7 separate regions of the Mus musculus genome follow, and regions 1, 2, 3, 4, 6 and 7 are each linked to region 5. A link is a contact called in public HiChIP or PLAC-seq and promoter capture Hi-C data. All regions are on one chromosome and are shown on one strand. The core of a region is the stretch at or near the end of the contact, and the rest is flanking DNA. Distances in the headings are between cores, read along the strand shown.

Region 1 (3,750 bases), core at 1,206-3,705, 1.7 Mb after region 5:
GGCTATCGCTATGTGGGCCGCTCTTTTCAGATGTGATAAGCTGTAAATAATTTGTTACTGCATCCACAGTGCTCTTTGTGGATCACATTTTCTGGTCTTTTCTAGAGAGAAATCAGTTCAAATCTGTCCTTGCCTAGACTGATGGGGAGGCTGAGATGATTTCTCTGTGAAGTGGCAGTCAGGATGTGGTAGAGGGTTATCATGCACACCATCAGTACAGACTGTAGCTACTTCTGCCGGAGGGCACTGAGTAAAGTTCCCCAAAAGACAGCTACCAAGATGACTCTGAGTTTCCTAGGCAGAGACACTAAGGAAGGGTACATCTAGGCAGAGGGAACAGTGTGTACAAAGTCACAGAAGCAAAGAGAGGATGTGATTCCAGAAAAGAGGGTAGAAAGAGACAACTAATGTTTGAAATTTATCAAGAGAGGTTGTGCAAGTAGAGGATGTTTCTATGCTTGGAGAGCGCAGCTCCAGCTGCGGTATGAATGGACAGGAGTGTAATGGAGACAGATGGTACTCATTGGGAGGCTGCTGCAGCAGCTCGGAGAAAAGGCAGAGGCTGACCTGACACAACGGTGACAGGGAAGGCAAGAGAAATGCTATCTCAATGTAAAAGTCACAACTGTAGGGATGGATTAAGAGAGGAGGGAGGTGGGGTATGATAATTTTAAGCATTAATGAATGAGAGACATCAGGTGGGACAGGATTTGGGGTGTCCTACTATTCATCTCCAGAACTTTCCTTACTGAAAGCATAACCCTGAACTAATTCCTGAGGGAGAGTGAATGGCTGGGCAGGGAAGGCCCCACGGACAGCTCCAGAACTCTCCGAAGGCCTCAGGCAAGTCTCTGGTTCTTGATATTGGGGCCTTAGAATCAACGGGGCAACTTTAACAATCCCGCCCACCCCCAACCAGTCACACCCACAGGCTCAACCAGATGTTCTGGGCCACAGGGTAAGCACCTCAAGCACCTACAGGTTCTTGACGCCTCCACACCTGGGTGGGCCTCGAGGCAGCTTGTTCACACACTGAAATTCCCGGCCAAGGAAACAAGACTTTTGGAGAAATGCAGGAGGGGCCATTTTCCCCCAGGACCCTTAAAACTAAATGTGGCAGAACTCACTGAAGTGCAACCACGGCCACTGGTCAGTCCAGGCTGCTGTTACGACTTTCTAACCCCATTTTCTGAAACTTTCAAGTTAACCCAAATGTGGCTCCCTCAGGCAGGAGAGGACCCTCTTCTAGATCAACTCTACATTTTTATGCCTACCTTAGTTGGGTATAGGAGTTCATCACTCAGGAGGCAGAGGCAGGCAGAACTTTGTGAGTTTGATACCAAGTGGTCTATATAGTGAGTTTCAGGACAGCCAGGCCTGCTAAAGAGACCATCTTAACAACAACAAAGTATGGCAGCCATGAAAAACTGAAAGGAGGGGCTCAAAGAAATACTTGTACATGAATGTTAATGGCACTATTAGTCACAAGAGTCAAGGGATTAAAATAACCAAAAAGTCCGCAGAAAGGTCTATGGAAGAATAATTGTGCACGCACACATAGAATATTTGTAAGCTTTATGATGGAGTAAAATTCTGACACCCACTATGATGAAAAACAAAAACAAAAACCTTGTGAAGCCAAATAAGATAAAAACAAGAGGTACCCCAGTAGTTAGATTCAAGGGGGAAATAGACTTGTGGTGACCAGGGCTGTGGGGTGGGAATCCCAGGAGTTAGTTTATGGGTATGCTTTCAATATGAAAAGTTCTGAAGATGAATGGTAGAGATGGTTTGCACCACAGTATGAATGCACTGAATGCCACTGAAGAGTGAATTAAAAATAGATTAAATGAGGGCTGGAGATGAAGGCTCATCTGCCATTCATTTCCTGGAACCACGCAGCAGGTCACATCAGGGAATCTGATGCTCTCTTCTGGCCTCCTTCTCCACCAGGAACATGCATAGTACACATACATACATGTAGGCAAAATTATACACACCACACACATAATAAATTTAAAAATAATTAGTACGTTTTGTTATATGTTTTTATTGTAATAAAAAGTGTTGCCCTCTACAAGTCTAGGAATCTGAAGGGCTTCTCCATCTCATGGGAGAGACCTGAAAACCGACAAAGGTGGCCTCCAGCCTCAGTCTGAGGCTCACAGAAAAGGAGTCGATGAATGTAGTAGGACTGGGGAAACTAAGTCTCGTGTTTGAGGAAGATGCCGCTCTTCCCAAGTCCTTCCCTTTCCAAGCTCGGGAGCGAGACAGGAGCGCAACCTCTTTTACCCTCAGCCCCACTATAAATCATTCCTAGCCAGTCCCTGAGTGCTCAGAAACTCTGCATGTGTGACAAGCTGCCCTCTTCCAAGATGGCTATCGCCACCTCTGTGACAGGCCTGGTCACGTGGACGCGCTCGCTTGTGAGGTCGCCGGGCCCGGCAGGCGATTGTCCCTTGCGGGGCCCCGTCCCGAGGCGGCGACTATCCCTGTCAACCGGGGCCTGAGAGATCATGGCAACGGGCTCGGGCGGGGAGCGCGTGGCGGCGGCGGCGGCGGCGACGGCGGCGGCAGTTTGGTCGCGGGCCGGGACGGCGGAGCAGCGGCGGCGGCGGTGGCTGTGGCGCCGGCACCGGCCCTGAGCGTCATGCGGCGCAGCAGCCCGGAGAAGAAGCCGGAGGCTGAGTGGGAGGCGGACGCGGCGGCGGCGGCGGCGGCGACAGCAGCGGCGACCGAGTCGCTACCGGCGGAGACTGAGAAGCAGCAGGGCGTGGACGCTGGCGCGGCCGGGGATCCAGAGCGCCTGGAGCTGGAGGAGCAGCCCAAGGACGTGGGCCGGATCCCGACCCCGACGCGACGCCACGCGCCCGAGGAAGGAGAGGCCCGCGTCGTCCGGCGGCTGCCACCAGCGCTGCCCCTGGCCCAGCCGAGGCCGGCGGCGCGGGCCCTGAGCCAGCTCGTGAAGGCACGGGGCCGGAGCCGGAGCCGGGTCTACCGGCGGAGCGCAGGCTCGATGCGGCCGGTCACCGTGGACAGCTCCAAGGCCCGCACCTCCCTGGACGCGCTCAAGATCAGTCTTCGCCAGCTCAGGTGGAAGGAGGTGAGGCCCGCCGGCCCGGCGCGTGGGCACAGGGGGGTCGTCCCGAGGCCTGGCCCCCGGAGCCACTTCCCAGGTCAGGTCAGCCCGTCTCTGCTCTGCTCCCCTACAGCTTTTCTTATGTCTGCAGCCCTGGCCTCGTCAAGCTGTAGATCCTGGTTTATCCGTCCTGTCTTCTCCTCTGTTGGCCCCGGGGCCAGGGGCCACCTTTCACTTTCTGCATTTCAGTGATATTTAAAGTTTAGTAAACTTTCATGCTTAGAGTGCCACTCTTGGGCCAGGTTTGTGCTCGCCAGCGCCTCACTACACTCTTCAACTTAGCTGTGCGACCTTGAGCAAGCTACTTTTCTTCTTTTGGTCCCGTTTACCTCGGTAAAGGGAAGCCGGTTCGTTCCGGTTTGGAGCATAGTGCCTAGTGCTTGCACAAGGTTTCAGCAAATGACAACCTACTTTCATCACGATCTTTTACCACCACCACCATCACCACCACCGCAGACACTGATTGGGGGATGTAGCAGGTGACAGTAAGTGGGGGTGAAAGCATGTGTGAGCAGATGAATCACCCTTGAATTCATTTCAGACCTTTTAAGGGACGGGGTGGGACAAAAGCACCAACGAATCCGAGAGGTTTCTATTTTCATTGGCTGAGT
Region 2 (3,879 bases), core at 185-2,684, 1.3 Mb before region 5:
ACCACGCCCAGCTTTCATTACAGTACCTTGAGTACCTCTTCTATCAGCATCAAGTCATGAACAATTGAGAAACTGCTGGAAAAATGGGCAGCTGCTGAATGGAGCTTGGCAAAGAAAGGGCTCCAATTGGTCAGTTTGGTCAACTCATCACACAAACCCAACATCGTCTGCTTTGTTCTGATCTAGATGCTAGCGGTCTGTCTGGGACTGTAGGCAAAGGGTCATGTGCACTTTAACCATGTTATAATTTCCCCAATCTTTACATATCAGGTCTTGGCTGGGAGCTTTGCAGGTTTTCAGTTTAGTTCCTCTAATCCTCAAAGATACACTAACCGGAGACGCGAAGGGACTTGCCAAGATATAAACTGGTACTAGCAATAAAGCAAGACTCTGTTTCGGAGCTTTTATTTATTCTTGTATCAGTGCCGGGAATGCACACAGCTTTGTGCATGCCAGGGAAACACTACCACGGAACTAAGCTACCAGCACGATTTGGAATCTCTCTGGAGACGGTTTCATTAATATATCTTGGTGTAATAAAGAAGGCTTGAACTCCGGATCCTCCTTTTCCACTGCCTGGGCGCTGTGACACCGTGCCCAGACCTAAAGCAATAATCAGAAATCCCACAAAAGTCTGGGGATGAGATTTGTACTACTACATACCATCTCCGCAAATTCTTGCTGGATGACTTTATTGTTACCCTTGCCAGGTGGTGGCGCACTTTGGATACCAAACTTGGGTACAAAACAAGTCCAGGAGATAGGTAGGTAGGTAGGTAGATAGATAGATAGATAGATAGATAGATAGATAGATAGATAGATAGATAGATAGATAGATAGATAGATATGGAGGCCTTGTATTTAAAAAAGAAAAGAAGAAAAAAAGGATAGCGAGATGGTTAGGTCGAACCTGACCACTTGCGTTCGACGTTCGAGCGCCGAACAGTGGAAGAAGAGAACTCCCACAGGTTGTTCTCCAACCTCCATGCTCGCTGGCTCTCTCACATACACTTGCGAGGCATTGTGGCACTTGTACTGTCAGCATTAGGAAGCGATTTAGAATAAGACCTTGTCTCAAACTTTTAAAGAAAACCCTCACACCTCATGCCCTCCGCACCCTGACACCACCCGCGGCTAGCTCAGCCCCGCACAGACCAGAGAACTTCAAGCTTCCGAATAAAACCGAGGGAACAGAAGAACTGCAGCCTTCTCTGCGCTGCCTCCAGCCAGCCCGGTGTTGCTCATCGCGAGACTCAGTTTCCCCAGCTGGGTCGCTTAGAGACCAGCCAACCTTAGGAAGGCAGGACTTCCGGGAAGCGGAGGGCACCACGGCCGCGGCTGCGCAGGGGCGGAGCGGGCCTCCCAAACCGCGACGCTATTGGCCGTGCCCGGCGCCACCCGGCAGTAGTTGAGGAAGTCGGCCCCGCCCTTTCCTCTTTCTCTCGAACCAGGCTGCTTCAGCCGTGAACAACGCCGAAATGGTGAGGCTGCGGGAATCGGGTGCCATCGGTCGCCGGGGACACGTGGGGACAGTGGCGCGGGGCGCGGGGCGGACGGGGGGAACTCAGAGAGCAGCGGGGGCCGGCTCAGGCTGCCCGCCCTCGCTTACGCCGCGGCCTCTGGCGCACCGTCCCTCCTGGGTCGGCCGGGGACGAAGCGGGAGCTCCGTGACCCATAGAGTCGCTCCTCATTGCAGGCCAAGATTAAGGCTCGGGACCTGCGCGGCAAGAAGAAGGAGGAGCTGTTGAAACAACTGGACGATCTGAAGGTGGAATTGTCCCAGCTTCGGGTCGCCAAAGTGACAGGCGGCGCCGCGTCCAAGCTCTCCAAGATGTAAGTGGGCCTTGAGGTCCCAGCTGGGTGCTTCCCCTTCCCTGCCTTGGCCCCTTGAGCCATTTCCCCTCGACTGTCCTTGGCCAACTACTGTGGTGAGAGAATAGGGCATTCCTTGAAGGGCCATGGTGGTGCCGCCTCACATGGGTTGTAGTACGGCTGGAAGCAAGTGGTGACGACAAGGGAGGGAAACTTGAAAAGAGACGCTGAGCCCATGTGTTCCAGTCACGAGTTGATCTCTTATCACCATGACTAAAATCAGCTGTTCGTGGCCTCTGCCTGGCTTCAATGTCCTCTCTTCACACCTGTTCTCTTTTCTCCAATTTGTGATTCCTTACACTGAACTAGGTAACTTGAAGGCATGGTCTCAGTCTCTGGCCTTTGGGATAAGTTCTTGGGCCAAATCTGCATTAAGTGTCCACGTCTATCTGTTGACAAACCTGTCCTTATCTCTAGATTTCCCTCCTGGGTGGCAGAAATGAGGGCCTTGTGTTGGAGGGGTTAATGTGCCTACCTGATCTTCACTGCCATCTATTTTTATAGACGAGTCGTTCGCAAGTCTATCGCCCGAGTCCTCACTGTTATTAACCAGACTCAAAAAGAAAACCTCAGGAAATTCTACAAGGTGAGCACTGGCCAGGAACTGTTGTGGAAAGGGTATAGGGTACAAGGGACTGGAGGACTGGGCCTCAGTAAGCTCCCATTATGTGGCTGAGTTTGCCCAGTTACCAGCTTCCCGAACTGACAGGAGTTCTTGGTGTCAAAGGGTCAGATGTGGCTGGTCAGGGTGGCGCAAGCCTTTAATCTCAGCACTCAGAAAACCAAACCCAAAAAAAAAGTCGGATGTGAGGGTGGACTGGACACTAGCTTTGAACTCAGCTGTGTGGTAGTTGTTGGGTTAGATTGCTTTGTTAGAAGATGGAACTGGAACCCTAGCCTGAGGCAAAGCTAGCTGTTCAGGGTGTCTGTCTCACAGCCAAGCACCTGCTGTTGCAAGGCTTGGAAAGGTTGCGTTGCCCAAGGACACCCACAGTTGCTAAACAGCGACCCCCAAAAGCTTCTCTTTGGAGCCATATCATGAGGACATTAAGGGTATTGCTGGGATAGTTACAAGATGTTTGTTATGTTAGTGTTGTCAGGCAGTGGTGGCACACGCCTTTAATCCCAGCACTTGGAAGGCAGAGGCAGGAGGATTTCTGAGTTCGAGGACAGCCAGGGCTACACAGAGAAACCCTGACCGGGGGTTGGGGGGAAACGTTCATGCTTTCAAACTCACATGCTGTGCTAGGAATTTACTTCCTTTGACCATGGCTGGTCTCCGGAAGAATTGGGGTAGGGGGAAGCTGTGTCATTTTATAGTTGAGGCCATCAGGTGGAGTCTTTTACTCAGTGTTGGGTCTGGCTCATCACAAAGTATGACTTCACTGCCCACAAGGGACTTTTTTTTTTTTTTTTTTTAACTTAGGCGGGTCTGAAGTTCGGTTTCTGAGATGCTGGGGCCCAGACACCCATCACTCAGCCTGCTGAGTGGTGTAGGACGCTTACCTCACCCCTGCGCAGTGGCGTTTGAAACTGTTTGTGCTTCACTGCTAATGCTGACATGTGTGGCCTTTCAGCTCATGTGGCTGGAGGTGGAGGCTCTTTATTTAGGTGGTGCTTGGGATTAAGCCATGAGGCAAGTGAGTGACCCTGCCCTGAACTACCTCCAGTCCACAAGGAGCCGGGGTAGGAGTTCTGGGGGGTTGCTTTCTTTTAGACCAGGGTAGCCTAGAACTCCCAGAGGCCCTCTGCCTCTAACTGGCCGGCTCGCAACAGTTGGGATTGCAGGCATCCTGGTGTGTGAACTCTTAAGTGTTGAGCTTTGTAGTCTGTCCACTCTGTTGTAGAATGAACAGTAGATGGGTGTGTTTGGTGACTGCTCAATGGGCAGAGCTCTAAGTGGGTGAATGAACTTGACATGGCTGAAGGCCTATCTGATGTGGCTCCATGTCCCCGCCCATCCACCCACCTTATCCTACAGCCCTTCCTAGGGTCCTGCAGAAGTGT
Region 3 (3,736 bases), core at 811-3,310, 1.5 Mb after region 5:
ATACTCTGCTTTCTGTTTGTGAGCTCTCAGCTGCTGTTCCAGCATCATGCCTGCCTGTCTACCACCACGCTCCTTACTACGATGGTAATAGATCCCAATACCCCTGGAACTATCAGTCCCAAATAAACTCCTCCATGTATAGGCTGCCTTAGTCATGGTGTTTTCTCACGGCAATAGGAACTAAGACAATGCCAAAAGGCTGATCAAATCTCTTGCAACTGGAGATACAGTTGTAAGCTATCTAATGTATGTGCCGGGAACTGAAGCCAGGTAGGTCCTCTGCAAGAGCAGTAAGTACTCTCACCTGCTGAGCTCTCTCCAGCCCTCCTTTACCTCTTTGCCCTGCTGATTCTTCATAGACATTAGCATCACTGGACATTACACTGACAGTTTATTACATCTGCTCAGCTAACTCTCAGGTGAGCTTCAGAAAAACAAGGAGCTTTGCTGTTCTGTTTACTGCTGTACCACAATAAAGCGTGTGTCCTATGGTTAGTACTCAGTAAGTATTTGTTGAATGGCTAAACAAATTGATCCAGTGTGTGGTACTGTGTAGTAGTAATAGGGGCTTCGTTTTTCTGCTGTGTAACCATGGCTCATGTTTCACCTGGATTGCTGTAACTTTGATTGTTGACTGTTCTTTTTATCTCTACTCTGTCTCATAAATTCCATATGTTAATTAGCAATGAGAGAGACACCCACAAAGCTCTGTAAGATCATCAATCCATGGCCTTAACCCATCCAACGGCTTCTCCTCACCATTAGAAGAAATCCCGATTCCTTCCATGGCCTTGAACCGCCCATCGGTACTTGTCCAAACCCTGCTCTCACTAACCTTTCTTTGAGCTTCAGGCACACCAGATTTTCTATTACTCAAACATGTCACCATCCTGTCAGTTCTTTCAAGAAAGAGTTACATTGTGTAGATCAGACTGGCCTTAAACTTCTGACTCTCCTGACCCCACTTCCCAAGTATTATCTTTTCTTTTTAAAAATATTTTTAATTTATTATTGGTGGGGAGGGGTTGCTGCCACAGCCCACACGTGAGGCCAAAACAACTCTGTAGAGTCAGTTGCTTCTTTCCACCTTTATGTGGGCTCAGGGACTGGAGTCAGCCTATCAGGCTTCTATGGCAACGGTTTGTTTTTAACCCACTGAACCATCTCATCAGCCCTGTCTTCTCTTTTCAATTTTAGGAACAAAGATCTATTTTTATTCATTTAAAACCCCATTAAGAAACAAAACAAAAAACCATGACTTTGGATCTATGCCTTTAATTCTTCAATTACCAAAGACTAATGTAAAAATAATTCGATAGGGATTATGGGGTTAGAGTTGACAAGTGTCAAGTTGCTTTGTGATCTGAGGCCTTTGCTTGCCACTCATCTTTCCTGGACTGTTTCCCCTAGGCTGATGATTCTGCCTCCTCAGCAGGCTCTCAGCAGAAGCATTAGCTCCTTACAGAATCCCCACACACTAAAACTGCCCTGTCCTCTAACTCTCCCACCACTCGCCCTCACTTGAATACCAATGCCTTTTATCTCCTCCTAGAATTTACTTCACGTGAGCTGTGATGACTCTGTGTGCTAACTTGTCCTAACTTTCCTGCCAGAAAGTGTGAGGACAAGGGGTTCTGAAATTCACTGCTGTAGACCAAGCATCTAGCACACATAGGTATTCGGTAAACAAGACTGTACCAGCAAACTGATCTTATAGCACAGCCAGAGTAAAAGACGCAGGTAAGTGAGCCACATCATTGGCCCAAGAATGCTGCAGGGCACTGGTTTCCATCCAAGGGCAACTACCCCACACCACTGGAATACGTGGATTTCAGCCAAACTTACTTAGGAATGGGTACCCGAATTAGTGTTCCTTCCACTTCTGGGTTCAGATTCATTCCACTTTCTCTTATAGCCTTGATAGCTGCAGCTGTACACTGAAAACCAGATCAAAAGGTAAACAGAATTAGTAAATAATTATTACCAGATGCAAGCCCTCTGTCGATAACTGGCAACCCATCTTGGCAGAACATGGAAACATTTAGTTCTGTTACCAGTAAGATCAGGAAGTTACACTGGTGTAGAGTGCTTTGATCAAGCTGAATAGCAAACTATGTCCACTCCTGGTACCAGTGTATTGCGGAAGGAAAAAAGAAAGAGTAGAAAAAAGAAAAAGAAAACAGCTCTGCTTCTTTGAAAAGATTTCAATGGTTTGAGGCAACACAGATCAAAACCACAATAAATTCTCAAGGGAGGAGGGCTGGTCTGTGCAAAGATCGGTGCAAAGACAGATGAAAGATTTCATACGTTAAAAAATCCAGTTGACATTTTACACTCAAAATATACCAGTGCCAATGTGGAATGAGTAAATAAATTTAACTCGTTCACATCTACACTCAATACCAAGCTTACACACACTTCAGCATAAGCAATAAACCTCCAATGGTATGCACAGCAAAAAGGGGAGAATGGCAGAAGAGTCAAAGCACGATCTTGGAGTCAGAAAAGCTTCAGTTTATATCCAGCTCTGGGACCAGGATCCCTGCGAGGTATATTTGATCATTCACAATCAGAGATGATGAGGTACCGGGACATCACTAAGACAGTGAGTGAGCTAAAGCACCTTACTCAGTGATTGGCACTGTTAACATTCAGTAAGAGCTGTTAGTGTGTGAATAAACTGTGTCCGTGTACTGAGCACAAGTTAATGGCAGAGTCAATGGAAGCATTACACTGAAACACTATCACCCTAACACCCTTCAGGAGCCCCTCTGACAGGCCCCCTCCCTGGTACAGAGTCCCTAACACTCAGCCTCACCTTGTAGCAATCCTAAAAGCAACAGAAAGTGGGTGGAAGACAACAAACTCACAAGAACAAGGCTTCTGACATACTCAAAAGTATTTCAGGTTTTTCCAGAGCAGATCATGCCATGCCACTGGAATTCAAGGCCAATCCCTGTCTTTGAGTTCCTCTCCAGCTCTTATGTCTGAAAGGCACGGAGGGTGGCACACACCAATTTTATTTCTCCAAGCATCTCACTGTTAATGTTTTAGAGGAGGTATCTAAAAAACTTCCATTCCATCTTTAAATAACCTTAATTCTATACCTGTATGAGGTCAAAATGTCAAACTAGAATATCCACACCCAGGTGTGAAGAATCTAAAGCTTTAAAATGGCATTTCTGGCATAGACTCTCAGGTTGGAAAGGGAGCTGTGATATAACCAAGCACCAGCTGTTGACTGTGAACAAGTGGCCTACAGGGTAAAGCCAAATCCTTTAGAACAGACAGCATTCTCTGACAACCCAAGAAACAGGCAATAAAGACACGACCTATCAAACGTCAGTTCCTCTCAGGGGTAAGGAGAAGCTGAACTGCACTTAGCCCACTGCTGTTACTTTGTCTTTGCTATAAAGACCCTCAAGCTCGTATACTCAGTCACCATTACATGAGGAACAGACTATGAACACTACAGACCTATGTGGAGCTGAAGAGACGGCTCAGCACTTACCAACACTTACTGCTTTTGCAGAGGAGCTAAGTTTGTTTCTTGGCACCCACGTGGCAGCCACTAACCATATGTAACCCAACTCCAGGGGGTCCATTACCATCTTCTGGCCCCTGTGTGTACCGCATGCACATGGTACACACTAAGCAGATAAAACACTCACACACATGAAGTCAAATCAAAGAGGATAACTAGGCAAAGAAATAAGGTTAGTGTCCCCCTGCAGAG
Region 4 (4,095 bases), core at 1,543-4,042, 1.6 Mb after region 5:
TGTTTAGTGTTTTTTTTTAATTGACAGGGTCTCAATCTGGCTGCAGTGTGCATGACAGGTTTCCTGGAGTTCCTGTTGTGGGCCATAATACCAATCCACAAAGCAACAGGAAACTAAAATGGGTTAGAAATAAACAACCTTTGACAGAAAATGTAGTACCAAAAAGCAGACCCAATCCAAGTGAACCGGAAGACAACTCTATAAATAACCACATTGCTGGAATGCTTGAGGCATACATTTCACTGCACAGAAGCCAGGAAATTTCACAGTGGAGTTCAATAAAGCAGTCCTTTGGGTCTTTAACCTTAGGAACACGAACAGTCAGGTCAGCATACATGAAGCACTAAAACTAAAGAAGAAACTTAGGAGAGTTCTAGTATGTTCCAATAACTAACCCACTCACAAGAGAATCCGTTTCTCCTCTTACTGCATGTGACCTTGAGGAGGTCAGTCCTTCTCAGCAACAACTTCCACCACATCTTTTTTTTTTCATTTTAAATAATGAATATTTTAATAATGCTTTTTATAGACTCTTTTAACAGTTTCATACATTTATGAACCTATATCCTGGCTTATCTACTGCTCCAGCAACTCCTTCCAACCACTGTGTATTGATATACAACATACATTTTTTTATTTTCTTTTTTCTCTCTCTCTTTTTTTTTTTTTTTTTTTTTTGGTTTGACAAGACAACGTTTCTCTGTGTAGTCTTGGCCATCCTGGAACTCAGTCTATAACCAGGCTGGCTTTGAACTCAGATAATCCGCTTGCCTCTGCCTCCTGAGTGCTGGGATTAAAGGCGTGCGCCACCCGCATCCCTAGTCCCTGCTTGGAATGTTCTCCCTTTATCTCTTTACCATCCATTCTTCTTTATCATCATTCTGTCAGAGCACAGGGTCATTGGCCAGCTCTTCCAACTAAACTGGTCACATTTCCTGAAATGCAGCTTTCATGCCAATACTTCATCACAGCACATAATTTTTAACAATAAAAGTAAATATGTATAATTACTTGATCCTTATCTAAATATCTCCATATGACTGCTGGCACTTCACAACAGCTCTAGTACACGAATCTACCTACTAACCTACTTGTCTATTACTGTACCCTGTACTTAGTATAGTACAAAAATAAAGACATCATACAAATGTGCTAAGTATGATAATGGACTTCCACAAAGATTAAATCCTTGCCAAATGTCAAAATGCTGGCACCAGAGTTGGAATCTACACCTCTGATGGCTGGTCCTGGGTTCTATTTCTCAACACTGCTTCCGTTATCCCCTGGATTTCCAGTTCTCTGCTTGGAACATGGTGTGCTTCTTTACAAACTCAGTACCATGTAAAGAAAGGTATTTGGAATACCTGACTCAATACAACATCCAAATGTCCTTGGCACACGCCAAAGGAGGAATAGTGGACAAAGACTTCACGTAAAGACTAGGACACCTGGATTCCAATGTACCCGCCTCATCAACCCTATCACATGCAACTTTGGAATTCACAACCACTTACATTCAAAGAGCATGGATCACAGCTCTACCCCAGATGAGAACTATAGCAAATAATTTCTCCTAATTTGGTTTTGTATCCTCGGCCATTCACTGAAGGAATCAAATCAAGTTTCCTGGCTTTCCAACTATGGGTTCTCTAAGATTCTGGGAATTTCAATGGAATGTGGTCAAAAGAGAAAGCACTGTGGATCCGATCCACCATCTGTGGTGAAACCACCCCGAGCATGCAGACCTTACAAGAGGAAGAGACGAAGACCCTTATGGAAGGTCTCAGTAAAGGTTGAATCCTCGGACACTATAGAAAATGTTAAGGCCAAGATCCAGGATAAGGAAGGAATTCCTTCTCTCAGCAGAGGCTGATCTTTGCTGGCAAGCAGCTGAAAGATGGCCATACTTTGACTGTAACATTCAAAAGGTGTGCTGAGACTTCATGGTGGTCCTGAGAAAAGGATAAAGGGTTATAGCACTGCCAAGAAGAATAAGAATAAGAAGGTTAAGTTGGCTGTGCTGAAATACTATAAAGTGGATGAAAATGTCCTCCTGATCAACATGGGGCTAGAGTGTTCATGGCTAGTTACCTTGACAGACATTACTGTGGTGAGTGTTGCCTGCCTTACTGCTTCAACAATCCAGAAGACAAGTAGTTGTGTGTGAGTTAATAAAAACACAGGAATGAGAAGGAAAAAAAAAAAAAAAAGCACCAAACTTTGAGATGGCCTAGGCAACTGTCCTGCTTCTAGTGCTTCCTAAGTATGTGATCTTAATCTGTAAAATGTGCCAGAGTCACGGGAATGATGAAGCACCATCGAAATGACAACTGTTTGCCCACTGGTCAGCAGAATGATGATTTTAAAAGCCCCAGGCATTCGACTCAGGCCTGGGTGGAATTCAAACTTCATCACTTGGGAGACGCGCGACCTTGGTAAAGACAGCGCTTGAGTTTTTGTTTCTTCATCACCACCGGGAATAATTACACCTCCGCGTGTAGGGTTGTTTGGAAAAGGCATTATTCCTGTCAGGTGACGTCTTAAGCATCAGGAACTATTTACCAAGTTCCCAGGCAAGGCTCTAAATGTCGGCTGAGTGACAATGGCCCCGCCCCACCCTTGTGAGCATAGAAGTCCCGCCCCCGGCCTTAAGGTCCAGCCGAACTCTGCTGAACCAGTCACGGATAGTATCCTAGCCCTACGAGGTCCCTCCGAGAGCCTAGAAAAGTGTCACCAGAGCTCGAATCCCGCCCACTCCTTGAGAGCCGACCCCCACACACACTCAAGGCCACTCACCAGCTACGGCCGGGACTATAGAGAAACACACGCGGGACAGCGGAGGTGCGGGCGTCATGACGTCACGGGCCAGCGCGGCGGCGCAGGCGTAGTGCGTCACGGGCGGCCAGGCGGCGAGCGGTGTTTCGGCAGAGGTAACCTCAGGTCCTTCGCTCGGACCCCAGCGTCGGAAGCTGCTTTCGGGGCATGAGCTGAGGGCACAGCTCTGAGGCTAGCAGGTGAGTACCCGAAGCTCAGTGCCATCCTGGCCGCGGGGCCTTGGCGAAAACCATCCTCACCCGCAGGCTTCTAGGCCCCGCCCCGGATTGTCCTGTCTCTGGCCGGAAATAACAATCCCATTAGTGACTTCGCTGCCAGGAATCGGGGTGCCGTGGTTGTTGGCCTGACCCCGTGGTTAACGTGTAAGAATAAGCGACCCCAGTCCCCTCCTGACTTTTAGAGTAGATACCGCTCAGCCGGGAGGAGTAGATTGGCATTTGTGAACATGTTACTCAAAGGAGTTGTCGCCTTTGCAACCCCCAAAAGACTTGATAGTCACATACTAACTTATTAGACTTTACTGTTTGTTTCTCAAAATTTCATGAGCTGAGCTGTCACATGTATATTCTTATTTAAAATGACCACGTGATGCAGGAATTTGTCTCCATCTCAGGAAAGAAGAGAATTGAAAATAGTGCCAACTCTGAGCCAGGCAGTGTACAATATGCTGGGCATAGAGAACCATGATCAAGGCCCTATGCCATAGGAGCTTTTATTATTTTAGAAACATAGGCAAAAAGTAAACTACTCATTGTGTTCACACACAGGAGCAGAGATCCTGAGGAAGATACCTAAGGGAGGGACTGTTACTAAAGGCACAGTAGTTGGAAAAGTTGATTTTGAGTCGAGTCTCTCTAGCCCCATGTCCTGTACTCTTCCTATTTATACATGGCCTCTTTGGCATGTTTAAGTATCTTTTTGGTGTTACAGTTGTTTTTAGACGTGAGAACATCAGAAGTTCTAGCATTCAAATCCAGCATTCTCAGTCTGAAGTAGTGCAACCCCCAGTCACACAGCTTTCTCAGTGTTGGGTGAGTTCTCAGCATGGTTCTGAAGGCATTAGGGGTAGAATTTGGCAGAGCTACAGACTTTAATGAGGTACTCTCCTCATAAGGGAACTAAACTGAAGAGTCGTTAAATGATAGTGCCTGTCTCAGTATCTGTCAATTACTTCAATATTTTGCCGTTTTTAAATTTAGTTCTCTTTTTCAAAAATATCCGAGAATGGAGAGTATTTCGTACAAGGCAGAGCTTGAGGCA
Region 5 (3,779 bases), core at 1,208-3,707:
TGTTAGGATTGCAAGAGGCACCACCATACTTGGTTACAACTTTCATATTTCTCTGGACATGTAAAGTGAGACATGACAAAATTTTCTTTGCAAGTAGCAGATGGAGTGGAGTGAGGGACAGAGAATGTGATGGTCATTTTAAATGTGAACTTTTACACTCTCCTTACTTTTGTATTATTTACTTGTTTTTCAATGTTTTACTTAATTTTTTAAAAACATTTTTTTACTTCTATGCTGTGCATATATGAATATTGGCACATATGTGCATATCACTCCTGTGGAAGTAGGTTAGAGGATAACATGTAAGGTCTTTCCTTAAACCATGTGGGCTCTGGGATTTTAACTCAGGTTTGTCAGGCTGGGCAGCAACACCTATACCTGCTGAGACATCTAGCCTACCCTCACTTGCTTGTTTTTGTCCTGAGTGTTTGGAGTTAAAAGTTCAATAAAAAACAAAACAAGAGATACTATTGAATCCTTAATGCCATATATTCTGCCTACTTAAAAAATATAATTTATAAGTGTTAGAATTCTAAGGGCCACATATGTTAAATGTAGTCTCACTGACTCCTAGTAACAGTACTCTGAGGTATGCAAAATGACAGATGAGGGCTCTAAGACCTAGATCTGTCAAGGTCACACAGCTAGTGCACAGCAAACCTGTATTGTGCACTGCAGTGTCTCTTCTCCCCTGGCAGACTTCCTTTTATACTGTAAAACCCAGCTTTAGTGATCTCATCCTCTGTGTATGTGGTCTTTCCTAACTTTACTCAGGCAGAGGGATGAACCTTTCCTCAAGATGCTTACAATCCAGGGAAGAGACTGAGCTAAACTACAGCTTGGTGACATAACAAGGCATTGTTGAACTGGTGATGCACAAGCAGGAAGAGTCTGGACCTGTGTCTCAGGGCAGTCAAGGGGCTCCAGATGGAGTATGTTCTAAACTGATAGAACAACCAGGTTTCCAGAAGGCTAGAATGAGGTGCCAATCAGACATAGTGATCTGGGGCTTAGCATAGACTTCAGGGATATGTTACAGACCTGGGGATAGCTAGGAAAGGACAGCTTTGTTGTTAATGAAGTGTCAAGGAGGGGCAATGGGAAGTGTGTATGTCCTGAAGTTGAAGGCCATACTCAAAGCTTTTTAACTCTAAGTATTAACATATTCTGTGAATGAAGTACTGAGGTCATATATTTTGGTAGTGCTGTGGATGCAACCCTGGACTTTGTCCATGTCAGGCAAGTATTATTGAGAATCATTTCCAGTCCAGAGCTGTTAATATTTGAGTCTGGTACAGGAGCAAGATGAGAAGGGGACCTACCAGGGGGAGTGTGGGAGGTCAGTCCCCTACTGTCTGCTCAAATTAAGTGGGGTTCTTTGCTAGGTTTGCTTTAGGCTAAGGACCTTGACTTATTCTTCAGTGCATTCTAGCACCCTGCCGAGTGTGGAGCATGCAACACACACTAAGCATGGGCTGAACCCCCTGGGAGAATGCTAGGCACTAAGAAGATGCCAACGTAGAGCTGTAAAATAAAACTTGAACCTTTTATTTCTTTCCCAGTACCACCGTTGGAACAAAGTGGGTAGGTGTTTAGCTAGACTACTCCAGACCTAAGGAGGGAAATAAGGAGGGAAAGGATTTCCCGGGCCATTAAGGGTGGAGTAGGGAGAGGAGATTTTGATTTTTGTTCAGTGCTTGCTATGTGCCAGGAAAATTCATATCTATTGTTTTATGCCATCTGCTCAACGGCTCTTAAATAGGAATTACAGTTTTAGTTTTTGTGAAGTGGAAACTGAAGCTCGAGCGGTTCGGTAACTTGGCCAAGGTCACACAACCGGCAAGTGGGAGGGGGAGCGAATCAAGGAGGGATCGGAGTCTCTTACTCAGCCAAGGTACTGCCTGCCCCTCCTCCACCCGGGAGGCATTGCGGCGCTTACTCCGTTAGCGTAAAGGCCGAGGCTGGAGCTGGAGAAGCATCCCGCACCGGGACGCAGAACCTGGGGAAGCCGGCTCTCATTGCGGCCGGGAGCAGCTCTCAGAACCTGCAGTTACGAAGTTAATGCGCGCTTAGCTCTTTTCAGCAGTTGGCCTCCGCCCAGCAACGCTTACCGCCGCAGGCACAGCGGGGCTCAGGTACGGTTTGCGGCCCGGGCTAGGCGCCGCGAGGTGGGCGGGACGCAGTTTACGTAAGCGGTCTCGCAGGTGCAGGCGGCGGCCGCGGGCCTGAGCGCCCTGCGCGCTCCCAGGTGCGCAGTTGACGCAGGCGACAGCGCGGCGCGGCGGCGGCGGGCGCTGGCCGGAGCTCTCAGGTGCGGCAGAGCGCGCGTGCAGGGGGCGCGCGGAGGGCGATGGGGCGGGCTTTCCGTTCCCCAGCAGCCGCGGGCCCCGCCCCCTGGATCGGCCAATGGGCGTGCTCGGCGGCGTCACGTGCTTGCCGCCGCCGCCGCGGTCGCTGCCGAAGCCGAGCTCGGATCCGCGAGCGCCACCAAGGCAGCAGCCGCCGCAGCCGCCGCCGCTGTGCTGAGGAGCCGGAGACGCGGGCGGACGAGGTGGCGGCGGCGGCGGAGCGGGAGCGGGGAGCGGACGCGGGCGGAGCGCGGCGGCGCGGGTAGGCTGCGGCGGGGCCGGCGCCTGCGCGGCGGGCCGTCCCGGGCGGGCGGCGGTTGAGGCGGCGGTTGAGGCAGTTGGCGGAGGCTGCCCGGGCCCCGCATTGTTTGTTGTGCGTCCTTAGCAGCGGCGGCGGCTGCTGAGGCGAGGAGCGCGGCGCAATCCCAGCCCCGCGGCTTGAGCTTTGTGGTCGCCGCCGCGGTACCCGGCCGGTCCGCGTCAGGACTGCGGGTCGCCTTGCTTGCTTTCGGGGTCGGGGTCGCGGGTCCCGGCCCTGAACCTCCCGAGGGCGTGGGCAGCGTGCGGGGCGCCAGCTCTGGGGAGGTGGGAGGGTTCCGGACTCGGGGCAGGTGCTGGAGGACGTTGCGGGCAAGAGCTGGGGAGAGGCTCGGGGGGCGGGCACAGGGTGTGGGCAGATTTGGGTGTAAGGGAGCGTTGAGGGACCCGGCCCCACGGTGACCAGGGCCTCAAGGGCACGCCTGGGGGACCCATGGGGGCCTAGGTCGGGCTCGAGAGGGAAGGAGGACGTTCCGTTTGGGGATTCGGATGGGTGTGTAGGGGGATTTGGGGCGGGCAGGGGCAAGTGAGGTGGTGGAGGGAGGGACAAGATGGGCACCTCTAGGCAGAAATGGAAGGAGCAGATGCCCTGGTTAGCGCTGCTTGTGAGGGGCAGAGAATGGGGCAGGCAGCGGGAAGGCCACCGGACGCCTGAAGGGAAATGGCGGAGGAGGGGTCCGTAGCTGGGAGTGTGGCGAGCAGGCTGAGCCCCAAAAGATGGAGGGAAGGAGTGTCAGAGGAGGGGGTTCTCTCAAATGGTGGCGGTTGAAATTGAGGGTATTCAGGCAGGAGATGTCTGTCTGTGTGTGTGCGCCCAGGACGTCAGGAGTTCCCTAGTGAGTATCTGGCTGGGAAGTATGGAAGGAGACAGGAAGGGGTTGACAGGCTTGGGGAAAATGGCTTGGTTCTGTATTCAGGGTAGAGGAGGATAGAGCAAGTGGGAGGAGGAGTGGTTTACACAGGTACTGAGTTTGAGGGCTTTGGGAGAGAAATGGGGATAAGGAGGTTATGTGGAGGTTTTAGGTTGGGTGGAGAGAGATGTCAAGGCAGGAGGTGTGTGTAGCAGTAAAAGGGCAGCAGAAGTGAGTGAAGCGGAGGGTGTTTGTGTGAGAA
Region 6 (3,783 bases), core at 581-3,080, 1.7 Mb after region 5:
AAGGAGTACTCACAAGCACACCTCTGTGTGTGCATAGATTTTCATTTATCATGTTAATAACTAGAAATGAAATGGCTATCTTACTTTTAAGAAACTGCCAAGCTTTTCCAAAGTACTTGTCCAATTTTATATTCCCATCAGCAATGGGGAGTCTATATAACCAAAGATTAGGTTTTAATTTATTCTACATATGAAGGACAGCCAATGGACAGTGGTGGCACACACCTTTAATCCCAGCACTTGGGAGGAAGAGGCAGGTAGATAACTGAGTTCAAGGCTAACTTGGTCTATAGAGCGAATTCCAGGATAGCCAGGGCTCTTACACAAATCAAAACAAACCTAAAATCAAGATGTGTGTGGGTTTTTCAATCTCTGTGCCCAAGCCCAATCCTTCACCTCCACCTGTCAAAACTTTCGCTGTAGGAACTTTTGCCTCATGAAAAGAAATGATATGGTTTAGACACAAAGCTGGGTAGAAATTCTCGACTCCCTCACTTAGCTGGGTTGTTTTGTTAAGTTCCACCATTTATTTGCAAGATCAGCCTGAACTGTCTCACTGTCATGAAAGGCATTGCACACCCAAGCATCTTTGCCACTTTCCAAAGGGTTAGACAAGGGTCTTGAGTCCTTTAAGGCTCCCTTTTACCCTTTAACCTTGAAGCTGAGATAATACCATCTCCCTTGCAAAGCTGACTGAAGATGTGGACAGCATCCCATTATATATATTACTGCCACTCTCTCTAAGAATCTGTCCCTGTGCTTGGCTAGACCACTACTCCTGCTTCCTCAAAACACCCTGCAGTTCCTCTAGCCTGTGCATACAGATCCTCCTTCATCTCTGCATCTCTACAGCCCCATGAAGTGCTTTATAGCCCAAACAACTATCGCTTATCTGTCCATTACCCACCCCCCCAGCATCGGCCTCTCCAGCTCTAAAAAATTTTCTGCTTTCTTCATCCAGAGCTGCTGGCAAGGCAAAGTGACCATCTCACATGTGGTCTGCCTCTCTTGACCACAGGGCTGACCTTGATTACTTGTCATAACTGTGTTACGCTTAACCGTCCCACTGTGTTTGCAGGGATTCTGACCAGGGTCAAATTCAAAATCTGGACACAGAGAAAAATCAGTATTTGCCGAATAGCACTTTCTTTTCTTTTTCTTTAATATTTATTAATTTATTATATCTAAGTACACTGTAGTTGTCTTCAGATATCCCAGAAGAGGGTATCAGATCTCATTACAGATGGTTGTGAGCCACCATGTGGTTGCTGGGATTTGAACTCAGGACCTGTGGGAGAGCAGTCAGTGCTCTTAACTGCTGAGCCATCTCTCCAGCTCTGAATACCATTTTCTAGTTTTCTTTGCCTGCATAATTTTTTAAATATTTATTTTTTAATGTGTATGTTTTGCTCTCATGTATATAATGTGTACCATGTGCATGCCTGGTGCCTACAGAAGCCAGAAGAGGAACTTTGGTTACAGATGGTCATGGGTGCAGGGGATACGCGCACGCGCTCGTACACACACACACACACACACACACACGAATGAATGAATGAAAGAATGAATGAGTGAATCCTACCTATGCGACTTATTAGGTATCTGTGCTTGAGCACTATAGTTGAACAAGTTTTTGAAAGCATTTGGCTGAGGGTCCTTGGCGGAGGCTTAAAAACAGTTGTCTTTCACTAGCCTGAAAGTGGAGACATGGACGAATGGGGGCTTACCTCCCGTTTATGTATTCCCCGAAATACTGGCTCCCGGTGTACTGCATGTTAACAGCTAGTGTCTAACAGACACCAACTTCAGCTGTCTTGGCGTCACTATGACAACCAGGAGATGTGGGCGGAGACCAGATGAAGCCCCGCCCCTCGGGACCGCTAGACTTCCTGGAATGGCTTACGCTTCGCCTCCTCCAGCGGCCCTAGAGCAGTGCGCTTGCGCGTCGCTGGAGACGCATGCGCAGATGGTACCGGGCAGTCTTGGCCAGCCAAAGGGGACTTGAAGGAGACGGGCGACACGGCCGAGGGCACCTGGTCAGGGTCGCGGCTACCGCCGTCATGCCGGGGATAGTGGAGCTGCCAACTCTGGAAGAGCTGAAAGTGGAGGAGGTGAGGCTCTTCCTGAGGGCAGGCGGGAAGCCTGGGATTGCAGCTTTCAGGCGGGCCCAGGCACGGTTCCGGCCTCTGCGACCTGCATGGTCACATCTCGCCTTGGCTCCAGCCATTCCTGTGCGCACTGCGACCGGCCTCTCTTCTTGTGAATCGGGTGATACTTTCCATTAGCATCACCTAGCCCCTTGCTCTCCCTCCCGGTGAGGCGAGCCTGCCTCCTCTTGGTGCTCACCTTCCCCTTCCAAGTCTGTCAAAATCTCGGTGCAGAGCAGGCCTGGGTGCCGCGGCAGCACACAGTACGTGTTGGACAGTGAGTCTGGCATGGGCCAGGGTGTTTTGGTAATGGGACACAAGTAAAGCATTTACTTCTTCGAGAGACATTTAAGTATTTGTTATGTGCACGTGCAATGGGAAGTAAGAGACAGTGCCCAGCTCTTATAGTTTATAGTTTTATAAAGAGACAGATAAAGAGGCTGTACAGCACAGTGCATGGCTCTGTGAAACGTGAAGTAAAAGTGGTGTGCTATTGTAACTATCACAAACATGATCACTCCATTTCTAAAGGCCGGGCTGCTAATTGGAACACAAAGTAAGGTAGGGTATAACTGGTTTCCCTTGTAGACCAGAAATAGGCCCCAAGAGTAGAAGCGATTTGCCCAAGGTCACATAGACAGTGTATGGAAGACTTGTAACAGGAACCCAGATCTTTTCTGAAACCCAGCCTGTTAAATCTTTCAGCCAAAGTGCAACAGAGTGAGGAAGGACTTGTAGAACCGTGTTGTCGAGGAAGCTGAGAGCTGTCTGATGTCAGCCTACTGTTAGATTAGCGGTGCTAAGCCTCTAGAGAAGTCACTGACGAGGCGGGAACAGTTTGGACTTTATACTGTGAGACAGAGGGAAAAGATGGCTGTGTTGTCATGGCAGGCACTGTGTTGAATGTTCTCCTATACGACTTCACGTAGGCTCTCACAAACCTGTGAGGATGGCAACTTGGTATTTTCCTCAGATGAAGAAATTGTTAGCATATTTATATGAAATTGACTTAGAGGCGAGAGAAAGGATTTTCCTATCAGCCAGTCTTTTATTCTTATCCCACCGTGTAACTGGTCAAACATGAGTTGACATATTTTGTTAGATGTTTAATTTGGCTTAGCAAACATTTCATGCAAAAGCATCCTAATAAATTTCTCTTTAAAGTTTGCACAATTGGTATATATAATTATGTAAATAACCAGAGTAGTAAAAGTTAAAACACATGATTAGTACTAACACATGAAAGGCGGGCAAGCAGATTTGATGTTGGAGCTGATGTCTAGCCCTTTCTTTGGCTTGGTCATTTTGAGTAGCTTTCAGCACTTGTGGACAAGGGGTTTTGCTCAAAGTGAGATGACTCTGGCTGTACAGTTCTCTATGAGAATATAAGATGGGTAGACTAGCCACATTAGGCTTAATGTAAAACATGGCATTTGAAGGCTGGTACAAAGATGAAGTTGTGGGGGAGTCAGGGGCCTGAAAGGGGATCCCGAATGTAGTGAATTGAGTTGCATCGAGAGAGCAGCACAGGCCCCTGTATGAAGTCTGGTGAGAAGGGTGGAGGACAGTTTGGGCTCAGAAAGCCTTGAACAGCAGATAGGAAGCTCAGGTTTTACTCTGTACCTAAGCATGACTC
Region 7 (3,703 bases), core at 1,123-3,622, 1.5 Mb before region 5:
TGCGGCACCAGCAACGAATGGTTCATTTCCATAACTGCCATTTGTAGTTACAGCACGTTCCAAGACCATAGGCAGGCCCTTGGCCTTTTAGGAGCTCATAAGCTGATCAGAGATACTAAACACGAACAACAACTAGGAGGTTCTATTGTAAAGGGTGAGGAATAAAACGTTCACTGAAACTATATGTTCTTGGGGTAAATTATTAATACTTTGGGTGTCTTCTCTCTGCAACACAGAAATCTTAAGATTTCTGTAGGGGTTGCAGTTGGGTGTCTATGGAGACCCAGAGTCTTTCCTCTGTAAAAACCATGATCTATAAACTGATCAACCCTCTTTTGGCAACTTCATCTGCATCATCTCTGATCTATGTCCTAAGTATAGGTACTCCTTTTCTTTCCTAAAACAGAAATGGCTCACCTATGTGCCTATGTGTGATCAGAGTGTCATACTCTTATGGTGAGGGTAGAACGCAAAACAGTCTTTGTGACTGCCTGTAATTATCAGAAAGCTCCCACTGACTGCCAAAGAATTTAGAGGTATACACTCACTCTGCTTTCCTTCTGGAAAGACAACCAGGGCAAGGTTGGATCTGCCATGTGCCCAGTATGTATTTGGACAGTGATTACTTCTCTGAAGTAAAGCTCCAGAATGCTTGGATGTGCCTTGGGTCTTTTGGCTTGAAACCTCAAGCCATGCTGGAGGAGTATATTAACAAGAAAAAGTGGAATATCAGATAGTTTACATTGTTGGAACCAACCCTTTTAGACTATAAATTACATTTCTAAATTCTTGTAGGAATGTTTGAATTCTGTTTTTAAGGGGCTAAAGAGATGTCTCAAACAAAACCAAGCAAAGAAAACAAAATTTAAAAATCCAAATAAGTTTGATCATGTTGCATGTTTAAAATCCTACAACAGTTGTCCACTGCATCAAAAGGAAAATAAATCTATGTATTCATTTCTTCCTCTGAGCTCCAGCCACTATGGTATGGCTCTTCCACAAAAGCTCCAAATAAGCTTAGAAATGCATCAGATATCTTCCATACAACTTCCCACCTTCCCAACTTTGCTGTGTTTTTGTTGTTGTTGTGTTTTTTTTTTTTTTTTTGAGACAAGGTCTTCTGGTTGACCTGCAACATGCTACATAGACTAGGCTATCCTAGAACTCACAGTTATCCAGCTGCCTCATCACTGCTGTGGTCAAATATGTGGTACACTATGGTCAGGTTAATTCTGAATCCTGTGTCAACCCATCCTCCTTACTATGCTGGAATGTTTTCCTTAAATTATCACTTTCTAACATGCTCTGAGTAATTTATTATATTTGTCGGTTATCTCTAACAGAATTAAATTGCAAGTTGAGGACAGATTTTTTAATACATTATTTTTTATTATTTTATTTATTTTGACTGCAAATATATTTCTGTACCACATGCACACAGTGCCCAGAAGAAGGTGTCTGATCTCCCGTAACTGGACTTGAAAGCAGCCACGTAGATGCTAGTAATAGAACTTGGATCCTCTGGAAGAACAGCTAGTGCTCTTAACTAATGAGCACTCTTTCCAGCCCCAAGGATAGAGATTTTTGTCTATTGCAGCCATTGGTTATTCTAACTGCCTATAAGTGTATCTGTACTTTGTTGCTATTCAATATAGAGTTGTCAAATGGACCAATGTTAAAGCTATAGTAGGTGTCAAGAACTGTTCTTGGCACTGGGATACGACAAAAAAAAAAAAAAAACCTTTCCGGCCCCCTCCTGGAACTCACCGGATTAAGTCAGTAGCCTGTTTTTCAGTCTAGGATCCATCTTTTCTGTTTCCTTTGAGATTTTGGGGCAAATAACACATGCAAACTTTGCATTCTTACAGTCTTACAAGAATTGAACAGGAGAAAAAAAAAGTGCCAGTATTTGTACAGAATGTGGCATAAGAAATGCTTTATTGTTTGTTTCTTCCCCCACCCACCACCCACCCCACCCCCCAGCCAGAGAACCGGTGGTGTTAAGTTTGTTTCAAATGTTGTCTAGGCCAGGTCTTCAGTAGTCCTGGAAAGGCGGTAACAGTAACTCTTAACTTTAACTGAAGATACTTTACAGGGTAGGAGTGAGAGCCAGGGAATTCTTAGTTAACCACTTCATGGTCTTCCTTAGAAAAAGCCTCATTTGAGGTGAAGTCTGTTGCCAAGGATAGGAAAGGAAGAGCATTTTACTAAAACTACAAATCCCAGCACGCCCCGCGGCAGAGAGCTACGGGTCCCAGTAGGTTTTATCAAAAGGACCTCCGGGTTCTCTTGGAGATAGATCCGTGGCCCGGAATTCCGCCTGAGAGAGAGAGCGGAACGGGTCAGGCTTTTACGTCGCTTCGCAGACGCCACTCACGGATCGGACGTGACGTAAGGAGGGTTCCGGATTCGGCCTCCGCCGCTGCCTCCGCTACTACAGCCGCTGCCGCTGCTGTCGCCGCGGCTTGTTCTTCCTAAAATGGCGCCGCTGGATCTGGACAAGTATGTGGAGATAGCGCGGCAGTGCAAGTACCTTCCCGAGAACGACCTGAAGGTGAGCCGGGCCGGAGGCCGTCCAGCTTGCGAGGCAAGCCCCTTCCGGCTGCGGGGCTCCCGCCGGCCCGCCCTTCTCCCTCGGCGGGATCCCTACCGGGCGCCCGATCCTGGCGCGGCGGAGGGCGCTCCGCGGTGCGAGAGGACCGGGTCCGAGGCGGCGTGACGCGGAGAACCAGGGGAGCCCGGATCCCCCGAATGCTGTCCAGTTCTTTGAGGGGAGATCCCGGGGGATGTCACGATCCCCTGACCCTCACGGGACTCCGAGCTTAAAGACTCTCACTCTAACTCGCTCGGCCTCCCGGAGACGGAGCCGGGCCGAGCGGGTAGTGCTCCCGGGATGGGGTCCTCCCAGCAGAGGTAACAGGAGCCGCTGTCTGCTCCAGGGACGCGGCCGCGGTGTGTTTAAGTCCCTGAGAGGTGGAAGCCGGTGGGCGGGATCGATGCGACCATAATGGGAGAGAATGACAAGTCGCCTCAGCTTCACCACTCCCCTAAATTGCTTCTTAGGAGTGGTAGTTTTCTTCTGATGATTTGGATGTGGATCTCATTTCTTAGCCCGTTGTTGAGCTATTTAAGTGAATAAGCAGTTGCTTATCAATAAGTTCAAATGTTTTTATGACCTCTGAGCTGTTCCCCTGTAACTCAAGGTGTCGTTTTCTTGGTTTTCCAAAGGAGGTCTTACTCAGTTCAGGCTAAGTTAATGCAGTAAAGAAGTAAGCCGTTGGTGTACCACTGTTATCAACCGTATTTTGTTTCTGCAAAAACTAGTGCTTAGGACCACGTTGGTGTTTATCCGATGGTTGCTAATGTCTGTTTTATTCCGTTAACTTTGATTTGCTATGTAGTCAGTCACTCTCGATCATTTGAATTTTTTTTTCATGCTGTTTTTGTAATATTTTTAAGCCACAGGCTTAAAACAATTTTTTCAAGAAAAAAATTGCCTTTTTCCTAACGAATTTTATTTCTCTTGTGAAGATTTTGCTCTGTGTCTGTTTTCTTGTCTCATCTAGTACATGAAGTTTATATTTAAATCAGCCAACAAGTATGCAAAATGTTTAAGACCTCAAGTGTTGGTTGTGTGAAAGTACATAGCTTGTAACTTACATACTGACTGCCTGTGTTACATGATTGGTGTTCATATTCAGCC

Evidence for each region. Promoter capture Hi-C pulls out the DNA fragments that hold promoters and counts their contacts. HiChIP or PLAC-seq counts read pairs in DNA pulled down with a chosen protein or histone mark. Capture Hi-C pulls out chosen DNA fragments and counts their contacts.
Region 1: a contact with region 5 is called in a promoter capture Hi-C map of pre-B cells, with 4 times the contacts expected there. The contact joins the promoter of Ttll11 here to the promoter of Strbp in region 5. A contact is called at or near these places in 2 of 39 promoter capture datasets (3T3-L1-derived adipocytes and pre-B cells).
Region 2: a promoter capture Hi-C map of liver shows a contact between it and region 5, with 4 times the contacts expected there. The contact joins the promoter of Rpl35 here to the promoter of Strbp in region 5. A contact is called at or near these places in 5 of 39 promoter capture datasets (the C10 cell line, cranial neural crest, liver and 1 more), 4 of 484 Hi-C or Micro-C datasets (CD4 T cells, CD8 T cells and embryonic stem cells) and 2 of 9 other capture datasets (adipose tissue and liver).
Region 3: a contact with region 5 is called in a promoter capture Hi-C map of liver, with 2.4 times the contacts expected there. The contact joins the enhancer-like site here to the promoter of Strbp in region 5. A contact is called at or near these places in 8 of 39 promoter capture datasets (the 3T3-L1 cell line, 3T3-L1-derived adipocytes, the HPC-7 cell line and 5 more).
Region 4: an H3K27ac HiChIP or PLAC-seq map of embryonic stem cells shows a contact between it and region 5, with 8 times the contacts expected there. The contact joins the promoter of Rbm18 here to the promoter of Strbp in region 5. A contact is called at or near these places in 8 of 39 promoter capture datasets (the 3T3-L1 cell line, 3T3-L1-derived adipocytes, the HPC-7 cell line and 5 more) and 2 of 115 datasets of contacts at active chromatin or transcription factors (embryonic stem cells and stem cell-derived neural progenitor cells).
Region 6: a promoter capture Hi-C map of liver shows a contact between it and region 5, with 5 times the contacts expected there. The contact joins the promoter of Morn5 here to the promoter of Strbp in region 5. A contact is called at or near these places in 2 of 39 promoter capture datasets (liver and pre-B cells) and 1 of 115 datasets of contacts at active chromatin or transcription factors (large pre-B cells).
Region 7: a promoter capture Hi-C map of adipose tissue shows a contact between it and region 5, with 4 times the contacts expected there. The contact joins the promoter of Ppp6c here to the promoter of Strbp in region 5. A contact is called at or near these places in 4 of 39 promoter capture datasets (the HPC-7 cell line, cranial neural crest, liver and 1 more), 1 of 484 Hi-C or Micro-C datasets (CD4 T cells) and 1 of 9 other capture datasets (adipose tissue).

What each region holds. Positions count from the first base shown.
Region 1 is chr2:35,978,525-35,982,274 of GRCm38.p6, reverse strand. Ttll11 (tubulin tyrosine ligase-like family, member 11) reads left to right here and starts at 2,455. Exons shown (of 10, transcript NM_029774.3): 1 at 2,455-3,103. The coding sequence starts at 2,651.
Region 2 is chr2:39,002,686-39,006,564 of GRCm38.p6, reverse strand. It overlaps Rpl35 (ribosomal protein L35), which reads left to right and starts at 1,434. Exons shown (of 4, transcript NM_025592.3): 1 at 1,434-1,481; 2 at 1,697-1,833; 3 at 2,377-2,458. The coding sequence starts at 1,479.
Region 3 is chr2:36,157,800-36,161,535 of GRCm38.p6, reverse strand. Mrrf (mitochondrial ribosome recycling factor) reads right to left here. Exons shown (of 7, transcript NM_026422.2): 5 at 1,846-1,937. Among named protein-coding and RNA genes, the nearest start is that of Rbm18, 23 kb to the right of the region's middle. Within about 2 kb of position 2,060, at least 8 of the 459 cell types and tissues checked have an H3K27ac peak or open chromatin away from gene starts, as enhancers often do. A contact at or near this core is called in liver, where this site is marked.
Region 4 is chr2:36,135,401-36,139,495 of GRCm38.p6, reverse strand. It overlaps Rbm18 (RNA binding motif protein 18), which reads left to right and starts at 2,792. Exons shown (of 6, transcript NM_026434.4): 1 at 2,792-3,014. It overlaps Mrrf (mitochondrial ribosome recycling factor), which reads right to left and starts at 3,098. Exons shown (of 7, transcript NM_026422.2): 1 at 2,797-3,098.
Region 5 is chr2:37,702,023-37,705,801 of GRCm38.p6, reverse strand. It overlaps Strbp (spermatid perinuclear RNA binding protein), which reads left to right and starts at 2,457. Exons shown (of 18, transcript NM_001379315.1): 1 at 2,457-2,610.
Region 6 is chr2:36,047,520-36,051,302 of GRCm38.p6, reverse strand. It overlaps Morn5 (MORN repeat containing 5), which reads right to left and starts at 1,830. Exons shown (of 5, transcript NM_029309.2): 1 at 1,728-1,830. The coding sequence starts at 1,774. It overlaps Ndufa8 (NADH:ubiquinone oxidoreductase subunit A8), which reads left to right and starts at 1,965. Exons shown (of 4, transcript NM_026703.3): 1 at 1,965-2,111. The coding sequence starts at 2,061.
Region 7 is chr2:39,225,018-39,228,720 of GRCm38.p6, reverse strand. Ppp6c (protein phosphatase 6, catalytic subunit) reads left to right here and starts at 2,372. Exons shown (of 7, transcript NM_024209.3): 1 at 2,372-2,554. The coding sequence starts at 2,480.